Linked DNA regions of Mus musculus: region 1 is linked to region 2. The links are chromatin contacts, called in public Hi-C maps. All regions are on one chromosome and are shown on one strand. Each heading gives the region's core, a stretch centred on a gene start, on an enhancer-like site or on the middle of the called end of the contact. The rest is flanking DNA. Distances are from core to core; before and after follow the strand shown.

Evidence for each region. A called contact is a pair of places that touch in the nucleus more often than the background predicts.
Region 1: a Hi-C map of embryonic fibroblasts shows a contact between it and region 2, with 3 times the contacts expected there. The contact joins two enhancer-like sites. A contact is called at or near these places in 1 of 15 datasets of contacts at CTCF or cohesin (the NIH/3T3 cell line), 22 of 484 Hi-C or Micro-C datasets (the AML12 cell line, CD4 T cells, CD8 T cells and 15 more), 10 of 115 datasets of contacts at active chromatin or transcription factors (astrocytes, double positive thymocytes, embryonic fibroblasts and 1 more) and 2 of 9 other capture datasets (embryonic stem cells and embryonic trunk).

What each region holds. Positions count from the first base shown.
Region 1 is chr6:94,747,277-94,750,985 of GRCm38.p6, reverse strand. No RefSeq gene overlaps it. Among named protein-coding and RNA genes, the nearest start is that of Lrig1, 49 kb to the right of the region's middle. Within about 2 kb of position 2,450, at least 41 of the 459 cell types and tissues checked have an H3K27ac peak or open chromatin away from gene starts, as enhancers often do. A contact at or near this core is called in the NIH/3T3 cell line and embryonic fibroblasts, where this site is marked.
Region 2 is chr6:94,624,513-94,628,296 of GRCm38.p6, reverse strand. Lrig1 (leucine-rich repeats and immunoglobulin-like domains 1) reads left to right here. Exons shown (of 19, transcript NM_008377.2): 5 at 194-337; 6 at 1,785-1,928; 7 at 3,224-3,367. Among named protein-coding and RNA genes, the nearest start is that of Mir7041, 20 kb to the right of the region's middle. Within about 2 kb of position 1,511, at least 42 of the 459 cell types and tissues checked have an H3K27ac peak or open chromatin away from gene starts, as enhancers often do. A contact at or near this core is called in the NIH/3T3 cell line and embryonic fibroblasts, where this site is marked.

The sequences.
Region 1 (3,709 bases), core at 1,201-3,700, 120 kb before region 2:
GTTTTATTTATTTGAGCGCTGCCTTGCTCTTAGTGAAGCCCTGAGAGAAGATGCAAATTTCTAAAACCCAGAAGCTGGGGGGGGGGGGGGGGCAGATAGAAACAATTTTCGCTGGAGGACCACCTCTTCCCAGGGATCAGATCTACATAACAAAGGGCAAGGGAGCTCTTGGTACACCCCTCAAAAGAACAAAAAGATGTCCTTTACTCTTTTTTTCCAACACAATGGAGCCTATTTACCCCTTCATTTGCATGGAAAAGCCGGCTTTTTCAGGACCTTTTGCTGACTAGCACTACAGAGCCTTTCTAGGCTAATTGAATTTTTGCTTTGTCAACTCTAAACCATTCTACCCCGAGAGCTTCGAAAGTTCAGTTGGCTCCTCAGTACCCAATAGTCAGCCATAAAAGTAAGTCAATGAATTGTAGCCATACTTTTTTAAGTAAGGGGGGGGGGGGGGCTGGAGGCGTGGCACAGTGGTTGCAAGCAGCTCGAATCCCAAAAGCGCAGAAAGTAGGAAGAACAAGAATTTGCACACATTAAAGAATTGATTTTATGCAATGGCTTAGAGACATAATTCAATTGGTGGAGTGCTAGTGAACCATACATGAGGCCGTGGATTTGAGCTCTGTGACTTGCATAATCTACTGGGAAGGTGGAGGCAGGAGGATTAGAAATTCAAGAACCTCCTCTGCTTTAAAGGCCAGTCTAAAATACAGGAGGTCCCATCTCAAGTAATAGTAATAATAATAATAATAATAGATTTGCAGTGTCAGGGGTCAATCCTAGGGACTGACTTCACATGCATTAGGAAAGCATTCTACTATGGGATTAATCCCCAGGACCCCAAAACTGATTGTAAACTATGGTCTAGAATAGGCAGAGCTGCCATGAGATTGCCCACCTTCTTTAGATGTGGAGATTGCCCAAGGCAGACTGTCTAACCTCCACTGCACCTGCAGCACTGGGGACATAGCAATGCACACTGTCAATGTTTATCGAATGCACACCCTGCCCTTGGGTACTTGCCTGTCACCTTCAGATGCCACCTGTCAGCATAGATATCAACTTTTCTTCAGCTTTGCATTCGGTCCTGTTTGTAGACTTTGACGGTTCTTCTGTTTTGTCTAGTAGAACTTAAGCCCCCTGCAGGCAAAAAACACCTCTGATCCCTCTTTGGTGTCTTGGTTTGTCTTTCAGCACTGGAAACAGGAAACCTGGGACCTCAAGAAATGCACTGAGCCACAGAGCTGGTGCTCCACCCCATCCACAGAGAAAGTCTGGGTGTGAAGCTAGCATCTCCTCTATCCCAACTAACTGCTGGAAAGAGATCTTACCAAGAGGTCAGCCCTGAGCCTCCCTAATTACCTCTCAGCTGATCCAGAAAAGCACTGAAGAGCAGGGCACATTGAATAAGCAACATGATAAAAGCCAATAAGACTTTTAATTTTCATGAAAAGTTAAAAAATCAAAGTATACAGAAAGATTCAGCTACACTGGGCTGGAGAGGTGGGTCAGTGGTGAAGAGCACTGATGGCTCTTCCATAGGACCCAGGTTCAGTTCCCAGCACCCATATGGTAGGTAACAATGGTCTGTGAGTCCAGTTCCAGAGGCCCAATGCCTTCTTCTGGACCTCTTAGGTACCAGGCATATGTGTGGTACACAGACATACATGCAAGCAAAATACCCATACACATAAAATTAAAATAAATATGACTTTTAGAGAGTCGACAGCAGGAATGTTTATCGTGGTATTTATTTATAGAAGAAAAAACTTAGATACAGCTGCAAAGTCAGTGATCTTGCTGTGGTTGGATATGTTTTCGGATATCTACAAGCTCAAAGATACTTCATCATATAGAAAGAAACACTCAGTGTGGAGTGGAGGTGATGGGAAGAGCCTTCTAAAACGCTATATATAAAAATTTTGGAAAATATGCCTATACAGTGATGGCTTCTTTGAATCAACACCCTGATTCATGCATAGAAAGTAAGCATGCTGCCTCTGAGACACACACACACTACACACACACACAGACACACACACATACTACACACACACACTACACACACACACACACACACACCATACACTACATACACCCCCCACCCACACACACACCACATACACATTTCCTAAAAATGAGTTTATTTTACCAGTGCAAAAGTATCCCCTGGCAGAGGATATTTCAAGTAAGTCAGGTCAGAGGTATTTCAAGTAAGAAGAGCAAAGGAAGGAAGAGAAAAAGCTGGGAAGGGAGGGAAGGAGGGGAGGAGGAAAAGAGGGAAGAAGAAAGGAAGGAAGTAGAGAGTTAAGAGAATGTACACTGAGAATATTCCAAAAACGAATGCCAGAAAATCCTAAGCCAGTGACTCACAAAGTTGACCCGGAGCCTTCCAGCCTTTGGCACCAACAGGAAACCAGGTTAAGCGCTGTGACTCACTTGTCAGGACGAACAAGGCTCTTCCTCATCCCTCAGATCACTTCCCTTGGAGCCCAAGGAGATGGCGCTGATACCCACAGCTGGATCAGCTGGTTTCCTAGAGTCAGCCTGAGCTGGAGCAATCTCAAAATCACACACCTCCTTCCCTGACGTCTCCTAAGCACAGCTATGGGCAGCGCATTCAGTTCCTCACCAACTACCTGCATTTACTAGCCCTGGGCTAATTGCTCTGTTCCCTGGAGCTGGAGATTACTAATAGCCAAGAGGAACAATTACAGTCCTTCACTGCCCCTGTGTCAAGCTGCCTGCAGCTCCTTTCCCAGGGACATCTCTCCCCATCCTCACTCAGCCCTCAGACCCATCTTGTCACCTCTGACCCCTCCACTTGTGCAAAGTGCCCCCGACTTGATGGTTTAAATATCATCTTCTATGTAAACCTCCAAAGTGTCCAAGAAAGCCACACGTTTCTTCTCTCTATCTCCACCTCCATCATCTCCATCTCCATCTCTCTTCCAGTCAGGAAAAAAGGAAAAGGGCAAAAGGAACTTGGACCCCAAAGGAAGTTCTCCTGGCTGTAATTCCAAGCTCTCCAGCTCTGGCTGACTTCTTATGACATCTGTGCTAGATGCTGGAGTATGAACAGAAAGGTCATGCAGGGAGGGCATTTCCCCACTGGAGAAGAAGCTAGCCAAGAAGATCATTTCAGCCCCATAGGTTGGAGAGGTCATAGTGTTAGGGTTGCATACAGAGACCCTTTGTGAGTTCAGTGGTCAGGCATGTCCGAAGGAGATGATATCTGCAGTGGGCCATGAAAGACCATCAGCAAGTGAGTATTAGTGAAATGCATAGTGCAGGTGTATGGAAAAGTCCCAACAATGCCCAGTGTACAATGTCATAGTAATTTGTATATGTGTGCAGTATTTGCATGCATCTATGTGCAGGTATGTGCCCATGTGTGCACACACATAAAGGCTAAAGGCTGCCGTCAGCTGTTCTGCTCTCACTCTCTACCTTATTCCCTTGAGGCAAGGTCCCTTGCTGAACACAGAGCTTGGGCAGCCACCAGCAGCCCGTGATGCTCCTGCCTCTGCCTCTGAGAGCACAGGGGTTATAGGCACAGCCACTCCTGGCTGCTTATGGCAGTGCTGGGATTCAATCTCAGGTCTCCATGCTTGCAGACAAACGCTCTTCCCCACCAGCTACCTCTTCAGGCCTGGGTTACACCAATGTGTAAAGTAAAACAGAACAATATGGCAGAACAATGACA
Region 2 (3,784 bases), core at 262-2,761:
CATTCCCAGGTTCCCTGTCTTCAAGTCAGGGCAGGCTGGGAAGCCTTGAGATGATGAACAGCTAACTCAGTGGAGATCTGCCCCTCTGGGTCTGCCTTAGCACTTTTCCTAGCGGACCCAGCTGGATCTGGAGGCACAAGGAGTGAGGAAGGCCTCCCACTGCCACTACATTTTCTCTCCTGAATCATTCCAGCAACTTGGCGAGCAACCGCATCAGCATCCTGGAGTCTGGAGCATTTGATGGTCTGTCGCGGTCACTGCTGACTCTCCGTCTGAGCAAAAACAGGATCACCCAGCTTCCTGTGAAAGCGTTCAAGCTACCCAGGCTGACACAACTGTGAGTACAGAAACCTGCACTTTAATTAAGGTTAGCCAAACTTTATGGGGCCAGATTTCCCCAAGGACCCTGTACCAATCGCCACCCCTTCCTCACCCCCCTGGTAAAGCTCTGCATAAACTATCATTTATGACCCTACCGCAACACCTAATAAAAGCAAATTAGGAGCTGGGTCTGGTGCTGGCAGGCTGCCTCAGATGGCCAAGGAAAAGACCCTCGTGCTTGGATGATTAGCCTCCCTGATGCTATACTTCTGAAGTGCAGGCCCCACCCCCCCCATCCCCACCCCCCCTTGATCCTTCTGCCTCAGCCTCCCAAGTGCACTCACCACTACCATCCTCACTTCGTTGAGCTCTCATCTTGAGTATTAGCAATGTTTAAGGTGCTGAGGCCGTCTGTAGCTTGGAAGGGAAGGTATCTGGTCCTTCTGGGGAAGTTAACCTGACCAGAGGCAGCTGCCTCTTCATTTCCTAAATTTTAGAAGGTTAGCCAGTTTGGTTTTGTATAAAAGGATTTATTTATGTCTCTTTTCATGGAGCCTAAAATGGCACAGGGTGCTAGAAACCATATATTAACCAAAACTCCCCAGTCAGTAAAAGGTTCTTCAACTCTTTGTTTCCCTGTGTCTTCGTTTTAGCAGAAGAGTATATTTCAGGGAAATAAGCTAGAATTCACAATTTGGTTCGATCAGGATGAAACAGTTGCAGACCAGGCTGGCACAGGGCAGAGAGTGCCCTGTCCTCATTTCTCCTGAGTGCAGGAGCTTGACTCTGCTCTTTCCAGTCTAAGAAGCTGAAGAGGCTGTGTGTGAAGCAGGGTCATGAGACACTGCAGAAATATTTGGGGAAAAACCAAGGGCTTTCTAATTAGTGCAGTGTCTTCCCACCTTCCCCAGAGTTGCTAATGGGATCCAGCTGACCCAGATTCCAGATAGCTATTGGTCAACTAAGGCTGTTCTGCTAGGACGAGGTGCCAAGTGTGTATCTGCTCCACCCCCCACTTCTCCACAAGCTGTCACTTCTTCCCATTGCACAGAGGTCTGTCAGATGCCCCGAGTGGAAGTTTTGCTGATATTTGGTACCCAATGGTTAGGATTTTCTTGGGTTGAAGCATCTGGTATGGATTTCTGTTGCTGAGCTCAGAGACACCTCAGCGAAGGAATGAATGTACCTCTGAGTCATGCCCAGGGCCTGCTCTAGACTCCTGAATGGTGGCTGTCCTGAGGGAAGAACTGTGGGGTGCTTATGTCCCCACAGTACTGGGGCAGTACAGAGCTAGCCATGCAGCATTCACTGTCCCTCTCCTAGGCTGTCACCCTTGCTGTTGACAGTGCCAGTGTGCCAGCTGAGGTGTCCCCTCCTCCATGGTTTCACCACCGACTCGGAACGGTGCAGCCTAGATGTGCACAAGGGATGCTCTGACCCGATGGCTTCCTCTCTCTCCATAGAGACCTGAATCGGAATCGGATTCGGCTGATTGAAGGCCTCACGTTCCAGGGGCTCGACAGCTTAGAGGTGCTGAGGCTTCAGAGGAACAACATCAGCAGGCTGACGGACGGGGCCTTCTGGGGGCTGTCTAAGATGCACGTGCTGTGAGTGCGGCCTCCCTCCTGGGCACGGGGATGGTGGCCACCTGGATGCTGCCTTTTTCTGCAAAATGAACCAAAACCAAGGTTGTTTTCCTTGCAAGGTAGAAGGAGGTTTTAATGGACACATGGTCAGCTAAGGAAGTGGGAAGAGATGGATTGCACTAGTCTGCTGGGCCTGCTCTCCACCCCCACTTCCTCCACAAACCCAAGACTGCAGAGTGATTCCCTCCCCACATCCTCTCCACTCCCACACCTTATCGGAAGTCCCTTCTTTCCTCACGCTGGGCCCGATAGGCTTTCTTGATGTGCAGGTGGGCCAAAATGTATAGTTCATCTTGGGAGATTTATTCCCGCCTTGTGAGCTAATCAAGACACGGAGTGCAGATGTGCAGCTTTTATCAAGGGAGTTTCCAGCCAGATGTGTGCAGCAGCAGAGCTGCCTGCTGCCAGAATAATGAAAAAGAACAGCAGAGGGGCAATTACTGATCTTCTGATTTTAAACCTCTACAATTGTTTAAATCAAAAGTAACGAATCTGCATAGTCAGGAAGTAAAGAGAAGGTGGTGTTGTGACCCCCCCCACCCCCGTTGCCCCCAGCTTGTTTTCCAAGAGGCAGTCATTTCAACCATCCATATCTTTGGTGTTTTGGTGTTCTGGTTTTCATGTTTGCCAGTGTCTCCTTTCAGGTGGACACAACTGTACCTCTGCCTTTGCCTGTGTCCATCAGCGGCTCAGCTGCTCACCTCTTTTACGCCTGGTTTCCTATGCAAATTACATTACAACCTGTACATATGCTGTTATTTTTGTAGCTGAAATCAAAGTCGGAAGCCTAGGTTCACAGCCACCAGTGTGTTCCCCAGCCTCATCAGCAGAAGCATCTCCCAGTGACTCTCCCTCCCCACGTATGCCCACTTTGTATGGCATGCACAGGAGGAGCCTGCTGCTTGGCTTCTTGCTGTTCACACTTCCCACTTCTGATTAGCTGAATATCGGTTTCCTGTGTTCATTTAGGAATCTGAGGTCCAGATCAGAGTTCTCAGAACAAAATTTGTTATCTGCCACTTGGTTTTTAATGTTGCGTACATCAGTACAAATGAGGGGTTAGTATGTTTCTCAGGACTTTAAAAATCCACTAAGTTCTCATGCTTTGAGCGGTAGGAGAAAGTCAGATGGACCAAAGCAAGATCTGCTTGCTTAAATTTCCTCTCTAATACTGAATGTGGCACAGATGGCCTCCTGGTTGCTGTCTGTGTAATGGGAGACTGGCAGTCTCATCCCCTGCATGTGTGTCTCTGTAGGCACCTGGAGTACAACAGTCTGGTGGAAGTGAACAGTGGCTCCCTCTATGGCCTCACAGCCCTGCACCAGCTGCACCTCAGCAACAACTCCATCTCTCGAATTCAGCGTGATGGCTGGAGCTTCTGCCAAAAGCTGCATGAGTTGTAAGTCTGGGGCAGTGGGCAGTGAAGTACCTTGGGAAGTGAAGCCTCTAGAGCCCAGCTCACCCCATGGGGTCCAAATAAGGAGGCAGCCCAAAGGTGGGAAGGCTGGCAGTGTGTGCAGGAAGGAAGACCCACGTGGACTCGCTGCCCGCCAGGTCTTAGACTTGGAGCTGGAAATAGAGGACAGGGTGTGCAGGAAACAGAAGCCTGATGTCGTCAACACAACACTCATGGGTGGCAGTAGTCCACACGCATCTCTTGACTGAAAAGGTCACATCTGAGTAGGACTTTGAAGCTATGCTGATGGTGGAAAGATGGGTCTGGCCTTGGGAACTCCAGCAAGAGACAGTTCCTCAGGACACTGGGATCCTTGCTGCCTGTTTGCATCCCACTGCAGAAGTGGAGATGCAGGGTCCT